Regions from separate parts of the Mus musculus genome. Here region 1 is linked to region 2. The links are chromatin contacts, called in public promoter capture Hi-C maps. All regions are on one chromosome and are shown on one strand. Each heading gives the region's core, a stretch centred on a gene start, on an enhancer-like site or on the middle of the called end of the contact. The rest is flanking DNA. Distances are from core to core; before and after follow the strand shown. Region 1 holds the start of Odf3l1 (outer dense fiber of sperm tails 3-like 1). Region 2 overlaps Peak1 (pseudopodium-enriched atypical kinase 1).

The links. Promoter capture Hi-C pulls out the DNA fragments that hold promoters and counts their contacts.
Region 1: a promoter capture Hi-C map of the HPC-7 cell line shows a contact between it and region 2, with 4 times the contacts expected there. The contact joins the promoter of Odf3l1 here to the enhancer-like site in region 2. A contact is called at or near these places in 17 of 39 promoter capture datasets (the 3T3-L1 cell line, 3T3-L1-derived adipocytes, the C10 cell line and 12 more), 10 of 484 Hi-C or Micro-C datasets (B cells, the Ba/F3 cell line, CD4 T cells and 6 more), 6 of 115 datasets of contacts at active chromatin or transcription factors (embryonic basal ganglia, embryonic forebrain, embryonic midbrain and 3 more) and 1 of 9 other capture datasets (embryonic stem cells).

Annotation. Positions count from the first base shown.
Region 1 is chr9:56,852,093-56,856,500 of GRCm38.p6, reverse strand. It overlaps Odf3l1 (outer dense fiber of sperm tails 3-like 1), which reads left to right and starts at 2,687. Exons shown (of 5, transcript NM_001374681.1): 1 at 2,687-4,001. The coding sequence starts at 3,917.
Region 2 is chr9:56,205,227-56,209,752 of GRCm38.p6, reverse strand. Peak1 (pseudopodium-enriched atypical kinase 1) reads left to right here. Exons shown (of 7, transcript NM_172924.3): 7 at 2,142-4,526. The coding sequence ends at 3,305. Among named protein-coding and RNA genes, the nearest start is that of Peak1os, 34 kb to the left of the region's middle. Within about 2 kb of position 2,487, at least 71 of the 459 cell types and tissues checked have an H3K27ac peak or open chromatin away from gene starts, as enhancers often do. A contact at or near this core is called in the HPC-7 cell line, where this site is marked.

The sequences.
Region 1 (4,408 bases), core at 1,438-3,937, 650 kb before region 2:
TGGGTTCTGAAAACTCCAACTTGGGTCCAAAGTTCTTTACTTGATATTTTTTTTTCTTTGATTTTTTTTTTTTTTACTGTATATAGTTTTAGACTTACATAGAAGTGGCAAGATTATTGCAAATAGTTCTCACATACCCTTTGCCTAGATTTCCCAAGGGTTAATATTTTACCACACCTTTGTTTGTTTGTTTTGAGACAAGGTCTCTATGCGGCCTTGGTTATTCTGGTCCACTCTATACATTAGTTTACTCCAGTCTGGTTTCAAACTCAGAATTCTGCCTGCCTTTGCCTCCTAAGTGTTGGAAGGCAGATGCTTTTTATTTTAATCTATATATGTATGCATCTATCTATCTATCTATCTATCTATCTATCTATCTATCTATCTATCTATCTTTTGTTTCCATAATTTTTCTTTAAACAAGTCAGTGTTTTCTAAGAACAAAGACCTTCCCTTTTAGGAATACAATGATTGACCAGGAAATAAACATGGCTACATTTTGAAATAAGCCATAGATTTATTTCTGCTTTGGCCAATTTTCCTGACATCATCAAAAGCAAGCCCTGCCAGGGCTGGAGCGATGGCTCAGTGGTTAAGTGCACTGGCTGCTTTTCCAGAGGTCCCCAGTTCGATTCCTAGTACCTGCCTATAACTCCAGTTCCATAGGGTCTGACACCTTCACATACAAGTATAACACCAACGTATATAAAATAAAAATAAATAAGAAAACAAAAGCAAGCTCTCCCTTCCATGTTGCATTGAGCTGTCTGGGTTTTTGAGTTTTTACAAATCTGTCACAGTTCTTTAGGATTTCTTTGTTTTCTGGGATATTGGCAGGTTTTGTTCTTGTTTTTTGACTCCAGGTCAGTTTTTATCTTGTGGACCAGTCAGTTTGTCTGGTATTCTTGTGGTCAGATTTTTATCTTTGGGAAACACAACAGAGCGGTGTTGTGGTCTCCTGGTGTATCCTTCTAGGAGGCACCAGCGTTTTCCTTGGTGGGATTGTGTGTTGTTTGTCTTTGTTTTGGTTTTTAATTTAAAAATATTGTAGAATGAGTGGTGGCACGTGACTTTAGACACAGCACTCAGGAGGCAGAGGCAAGCAATATCTATGAGTTCGAGGCCCACCTGGTCTACATGGCAAGTTCCAGGACAGCCTGGGCTACATGGTCAGACCTGTACCCAACCTCCCCTCAGCAAACCAAGATAGTATAGTGGGTAGAAGCACTCACTAACTTGATGACCTGAATCCCATGGTAGAAGTAGAACACTGACTCTGTGTTATCCTCTGTAGCATGCACGCACCCATACAACACACAATAATAAAATGATAACAGCTTCTGTGTGAGATGTACATACACTATACATCTGTGTAGAAGCCAGAGGTCAGTCACCATTGGGTAGCTTTTTCTATTGCTCCTCACCTTCTCTCATTGGACCTGAAGCTCACTGATCAGGTAAGCTGAAGGGCCAGGCACTCCTCCCCAGTGCTGGATTACAGGCACGCACTGTGTCACCCAGCTTTTCATGAGGATCCTGGGAGTCCAGGCTCAGCTCCTCACGCTTGCATCGTAAGTACTTTACCCACTGATCTTCATCACATGTGTCACCTGGTTGAGGCTGAGCCTGCCAGACTGCGTCCAGGCAAAGTTACTGTTTTCCATTTTTGTGATTAATAAGCTTTTGCCAATACTGAAAGGTCGGGGTGAGGAAGAAGACCCAGAAGCAAGCCAGTAAAGGAACAGTGGAAACCAGGGAAGGAAAACCAGGAGAAGATCTTGGAGCTGGGAGAGGGTCTTGTGAAGCAGGAGGAGTGGTCAGCAGTGTTGGTTCAATGCTACCAAGTGGCCAAGTCAGAAGAGGTTGCCAAGAGTCTACTGTGTTTAGCATCTGCGTGCAGGTCTGTGGGCATCTCATCCAACTTAGCTTGGGTGGAGCAACGGGCCTAAAGCCAGCTTTCAGTGAGTCAAGGAGAAAAGAGAGGCAGACTGGCCACCACAGAGAAAACACCCTTTGAGTAAATGGGTCTGTGAAATGGCAGAGACAGACAGGTAGGTACAGAGACATGTGTGGGCTCAAGGGCAGGGTTGCTTTTATTTTTAGAGATTATTTATTCATTTTATAACTGTGTGTGTATGCTTGAATGTATGTTTATGTACACCATGCATGCAGGGCTTAGATGGTAGAAGAGAGTATTGGATCCCCTGGAACTGTAGCTATGGGTGGCTATGAGCTACCTGATGTGGGTTCTGGGAGCTGAACCCCAGCCCTCTGGAGGAACTGGAAGTGTTCTTAGCCAGTGAGCCATCTCTTTAGGCCCTAGAGGCAGAGCTTTTAACAGGTGGAAGGGACCTTGGCTATCAGAGGTGATAAGAGTTGCCAGTAGAAGGGCTGGTTAAGATGGTTAAGAGCGCCGACTGCTCTTCCGAAGGTCCCGAGTTCAAATCCCAGCAACCACATGGTGGCTCACAACCATCCGTAACGAAATCTGATGCCCTCTTCTGGAGTGTCTGAAGACAGCTACAGTGTACTTACTTATAATTTAAAAAAAAAAAAAAAAAGAGTTGCCAGTAGATGTGGAAATTGGAAGAGCAGCCATAGCTTCCAGGGAAAGTGGAATTGGGCAGGCCTTGTTGAGAGGCCTGCAGCTCCAGCACTTCACAGTCTCTGTTTTCACTTGTGCAGGTGGGTAGGAACTGCATGGAGGTCCAGTCTTATGGAGGGGAGTGAGGCATGCTGGGATAGTATCTGGGGACAGCAGAGCAAGCTGCTTCTAGGTGAGGCTCAATGAGGTTGCCAAATCCAAGGCTGAGAGCTCTGAGGGTGAGGAGGAGGAGGAGGAAGAGGAGGAGGAGGAAGAGGCAGGAGCTCATTGGTCTGGTACATAAAGACTGCTGGGGAGTAGGAAACGGAGGGCTCTTTCTAGGGAGGTGGCAGTTGGTGTTGTGGGAGGTAATAAAAGCCCAGGACCACTGCTGGGAACAGGGTTTGGGAGGGACTTGGCAGAGGTCTTGGTGCATGAGGAGGACTGTGCATTGATTGGGGAGTGGGTCTTAGGTGGGCCAAAGTTACCAAGTCATGGTAGGAGTTAGGAGGTAGCCATGAACCAGGGCTGCCACCGTGTTGTGAGGAACAGGTGGATACTGGAACTCATGTGACCAAGGCCGTGAATGGAAGAGCTATCATCTTGGGCCTGAAGCAGCCAAGGGGCCTGCTTCAGGGGATCCCAGACTCCATCAGAGGCAGAGTGCATGCCACAGAAGTGAGCAACTTGGGCCAGCTGAAGGTGAAGAAACCCATTTCCTCAAGAAAGCTGTGTATGAAGGCCTGTGACAGGAACAGAACAGACCCCTGGGAAGGAAGCACTTGGAGTACCACCAGGCAGGGGAGAGGGGGTGGCCCGGAGTGCTTACAGGGTGGGGTGAAATGAGACGTGGTCCCCAGCAGAGGGGCTGCTGCTGGTGGCTGGGAGCCTGCTCTGTTCTGAGCCTTTCTGTCCCCAAGACTCTTGACTTCCCAGCATGCCTGATGATGGCTGCACTTGGCGGATGCCTAGAGTTCAGAGCACCACAATGGCAGCTCTCTGAACAGTGAGACTGACCTGAAGAGATTCCTGCATTTTGTGTTCTGCTTCCTCTCCTGTCACTGTGGCCTCAGTGTCTACACTGGGGTGGTGACAGACTACCATTCATCCTTTAATTCCTATGACAGACAGAGACCTTTCTTAACCTGGCTCAGATCTAATCCCAGTGGTGGATGTAAGGCTGGGTCCTGGGTCCCTCTGGGCTCTTAGGCTGAAGCCATCTCTGGGATTTTCCTAGACTGGGGCTCATCCCTCTGTCACATGGAGACTGCATAGCCTCTGACACTCATATTTCCTAACATCCTCCTTCAGAGGTGTGCTCTCTACAAAGTCATGGGAACCTACTGCTGTGGACCCCAGTGTGAGCCCTTTATCATCCTGCTTGTTCCCCACACTGTGTCTGGAACACTACCATTAGGTAAGTATTCCTTTAGCTAGATGTGGATCTTTAATGATATCGTGCTTTGGCAAAGAGTCTGGGAAGGGGCTGTGAGAGACCTTAGTGGGAAATAGGTTAGCTTACAGAAGTAGACTGGTAGAAGAGAGGACTTACCCAGAGTCTAGAGGAGATAGGTGGAAAGGACAGGGGGACAGGAGCTGCAGGAGTGGGCAGGAACTCTTCGCCCAGGACCCACTCAACCTTTCTGTCCCTGTCCCCAATTATAAAACACCTACTGGTAGTGAGCAGCTGGCTCAGGGTCCATGTCATTCACTACTCCCTTCCCAGACCAGGGGTATTGGGGAACGCCCAGGGCATTCAGCCTGGTTGGATATATGAGAGGACATGGAGCTGAATTTTTCTGTATCTGGGCTCTCAGCAGAGAG
Region 2 (4,526 bases), core at 1,238-3,737:
CACCTCAGCTCAACTGGAGACCAGACTGTCTGTGCATAACCCATTGCCCCACAGGGGACGGGATGAGAAAGAGCGCCAGGCTTAGAAATTCCTACAGAATGTAAGAGAACATTTATTATGCTAGTTGTGTTGTCTTCTAGGTATACAAAAGATAGAGCAGAACCAGCTTTGGCATTGCAACACACTCAACTCTGCAAACTGCTAATATTTATCTGGACGCTTACTTATCCTTTCTTATTTGGAAAAACATAAACTGGACATGCAGTCTTCTTGGTACTAAAACATTCAAAATCCTTCCTTCTAGCTCTTTGAAATTAAATAGTGTATTATCTATAATCATAATATTGTACAAGCATCTGAATTCATGCCTCCAACCTATTGTTTACACCTGCTGCTCAGCCATCCCCAGCCTCTCCCCAGCCTTTGAAAACCACTAGCTCCGTCCAGCTTCTATGAGACCATTCTTAGGGATCCACATCTGACTGAGATCACACTGTTGTTTGTATGAGCCTGGTTTATTTCACTTTAGCAAATCATCTCCACCTCCATCCTTGTCATCACAAAACACAGACTGTTGTTATTTTTATGTATATGTACCATAGTTTATTTATCCAGTCAGTAGTTAATATCATTTCCATTTCTTGCCTATCAGTAGTAAACGGTAGAATACTGATGTTCCTTCAACAGTGCTGCTTCCGTTCCCGTGACTACGCAGTGAATGTGTGAGGTCACGTGGTGGCTCTGTTTCTCACTCTTTGAGGCTCCTCTCTGACTGTTCTCCTTCCTGTTCTCACCAGCAGTGTGCACCACGAGGTTCTGTTTCTCCACACTTTTCACCAGCGCTTTTTTTTTTCTTTCGGTGACAGCCTTGCTTTTTTTTCTATGATTTGTTTTTGCTACTTTTTAATTATGTATATGGGGAGGTGAGGTGTGTCTATCTGAGTGCAAGCACCCTCAGAGCCCAGAGGCAGCTGGTCCTCCTGGAACTGGAGTTACATGTGCTTGTGACCTTCATGGCATGTGTGCTGGGAACTGAACTCAGGTCCTGCACAACAAAAGCTAGTATTCCTAACTGCTGAGCAACCTCTCCAGCCCAGGAACATCCGTTCTAGTGGAAGTGAGGGATATGGTTTGCTTTGCCTTTCTCTGGTGTGCGTGTGTGTGTTCGTGTGTGTGTGTGTATGAGTGTATGTCTGTGTGTGTGTGGGGGGGGGGGTGTATGTGTGTGTGTGTCCCATTGTATGCCTTGTGCTAATTACTTTTAATTGAATTGTTTGAGTTTTAGTGATTTTTGTTGTTGTTTTTGGTTGTTGGTTAGTATTTTTTTATTTTGATTTTTGTTTTGTTTGTTTTTTTCAAGACAGGATTTCTCTATGTATCCCTGGCTGTCCAGGAACTCACTCTGTAAACCAGGCTGACCTTGAACTCAGAAATTCGCCTGCCTCCCAAGTGCTGGGATTAAAGGCATGTGCCACCACTGCCCAGTTATTTAGAATTCCTAATACATTCTGAATAGCCCCTTATCAGATATGTAGTTTCAATTATATCTCCCATTGTTATGTTTTCAGTCTGTTTTCTTTGTGATACAGAAGTTTTTTAGTTTGGTATAGTCTCTAATGTCTATTTATGCTTTTATTACTTATCCTTTTAGAGTCTTGTACACAAATTTCTTTCCTGATCCAACATCCTACAGTCTTTTCCCTGTTTCTCCTGGTTTTATAACTTCATAGTTTGAGGGTAAATCTTTAATTCATCTTGAGTTGATTTTGTAACTGATGAGAGCTTAGGGGTCAAGTTCCATTCTTCAGCATGCGTACATCCACTTTTCCAGCTCCGTTAGTTGGAGCCCACAGTCTAAGGGGCTTGTATGAAAGCTGGAGGTGGTGCGCATAAGGCACTGAGTGCAGACTAGAGGTGGTGCACATAAGGCACTGAGTGCAGACTAGAGGTGGTGCACATAAGGCACTGAGCGTAGCCTTGAATGTGGGTCCATGAGAAACGGTAGTCACTTATAGGCTGGCTGCCCAGACCCTTTCTGAAGACTTACTGTGTTCCTAATGAGTCACCTTGCAGTTAATCATCCTCTGCACCTCGTGTGTCTGCTTATGGGAAGTCTAAGTGTGCCTCCTGCTCTCTTTCAGATCTGCAAGAGCAAAGCTAAGGAGTCTCAGCAGTATTACCATAGCCTGGCTGTCCGGCAGAGTCTGCCTGTGCATTTTAACATCCAGCAGGATTGTGGCCATTTCCTTGCTGAAGTCCCTAGTCGTCTGCTTCCCTGGGAGGATCCTGATGCTCCTGAAAAGGCAGAGGATGGCACTGAAGACAGCGAAGAAGAGGGGAAGGCAGAAACTTTGGGGGGAAATCCTGAGCCCTGCTCTGAAACAGAGCCATCCCAGAAAGAGAACCAACGAGTCACAAACAGGAAACAAAGAAGCCACGTTGTGGTCATCACCAGGGAGGTTCCCCATCTCACTGTGGCCGACTTCGTGCGAGATTCTTTGGCCCATCATGGGAACAGCCCTGACTTGTATGAGAGGCAAGTGTGTCTGCTGCTCTTACAGCTGTGCTCTGGGCTTGAGCACCTCAAGCCCTACCACGTCACGCACTGCGATCTTCGCCTGGAGAACTTGCTGCTTGTCCAGCACCAACCTGGGGGAGCTGCCCAGGGCCCTTCTCCTGCAGACCCTTGCCCCACCTTAGCTTGTCCTACAAGGCTCATTGTGAGTAACTTCTCTCAGGCCAAGCAGAAGAGCCACCTGGTGGACCCCCAGATCCTCCGAGACCAGTCCCGCCTTGCCCCAGAGATCATCACGGCCACCCAGTATAAGAAGTGTGATGAATTCCAGACGGGCATTCTCATCTATGAGATGCTGCACCTGCCCAACCCTTTTGACGAGAACCCGGAGCTGAAGGAGAAGGAGTACACGCGCACAGATCTGCCTCGGATCCCTCTCCGCTCCCCGTACTCCTGGGGTCTACAGCAGCTTGCTAGCTGCCTCCTGAATCCCAACCCTTCTGAGCGCATCCTCATTTCTGACGCCAAAGGCATCCTCCAATGTCTGCTCTGGGGCCCCCGAGAAGATCTCTTTCAAATCTTCACCACCTCTGCAACCCTCGCACAGAAGAACGCTCTGCTCCAAAACTGGTTAGACATCAAGCGAACCCTGCTGATGATCAAGTTCGCGGAGAAGTCCCTGGACAGAGAGGGGGGCATCAGCCTGGAGGACTGGCTTTGTGCTCAGTATCTGGCCTTTGCCACTACAGACTCCCTGAGCTATATTGTAAAAATCCTGCAATACCGTTAATATGGCCCGGGCATTGCTTTTATTGTTAAATATCTCCACCTTCCTCATGTTACCCTCATGTCCCTGTCCTGGTATCCACTCAGAATTTAAGGAAAGGAAAGAAGCCAACTGCCACCCTTGTCCAGGGACATGGGCTCCATTCAGCAAGGTCACCTACAGCTTTCTACAGTGAATGGCTGAGTGTTTCTTTACTGTACAGCAGTTCAGCTGCACAAACATGCAGTCACCTTCCCTTGGAGCATTTGTCATCCCAATAGTCTCACAAATGTGGGGTAAAAAGTGAAAAATGCACAGCCATGAAGGAGCAGCTCCCATGGAATGATCTCACCAAGCTGCATACACCTCTTCCATAACTCTGAAGCTCGCCTGCATTAACTAGCTAGCAGTACACACATCACCAACCTCAGCTGTCACCCACTAATGCTCTCACAGCAGATTCCTCTCCCTTGAAGTGACCACCTCTTTCCCTAGAGGACATCCCATTATCCTTCTTGGCTCCGTTGTAGTCACTGGGGACTAGCCTTTGCTCTGGCATACAGTGAAAGGAGGGGACCCTACATAGAGAGCCACCCGGCAGCCGCAACCCTGCTGCCACTGCTTCACTGTCCTTCACCTTCACCCTGTCCCGCCTGCTGAAGTTTGGGTTTATCATTCACTTCTTGTGGTGGCCCATTACAAAGCTGACCAAAGGTGGTATCACCGATGCCTCAGCAGGATGAAATATAGTCCAGAGATTATGAATAGTTGGCAGGATATGAAGAAATAATGTCCTTATGTGTGCAATTCTCCAGGGGCCCTCAGGGAACAGACTTTCAAGTACTGTTCTTTGATTCCTGTCAGACCTACCCGCATGGCAGCCAGGCCTGGTGGTGTCTGTCTGAGTCAGAGTTTCTTCCCCCACAAGCAGTAATTGGCCAGCTTCCTTCCGTCAGTAAGCCGGTATTAACTAGTCTGCCAAATGCTGTCGGCAACAGCCCTGAGTGAGATGGTTATCCGTTTAGCGTCACCATCACCTTAGAAAGCTACCCGAAGCTGGCTATTGGAATGGCCGGAAGACAAGGGGAATGGGAAAGGTCACGAAGATGGCTGACCTGTTCCTCGGAGTGCGAGCCTCTTCCAGAAAGACTGCCTCCCAGAGTGAGTGGCACGTTGCTCCTAAGACTCTGCAGTGGGTCTGGAGCTCGGCTCACAGGAAGGCTGATGGCTGCAGTGGGTGACTGA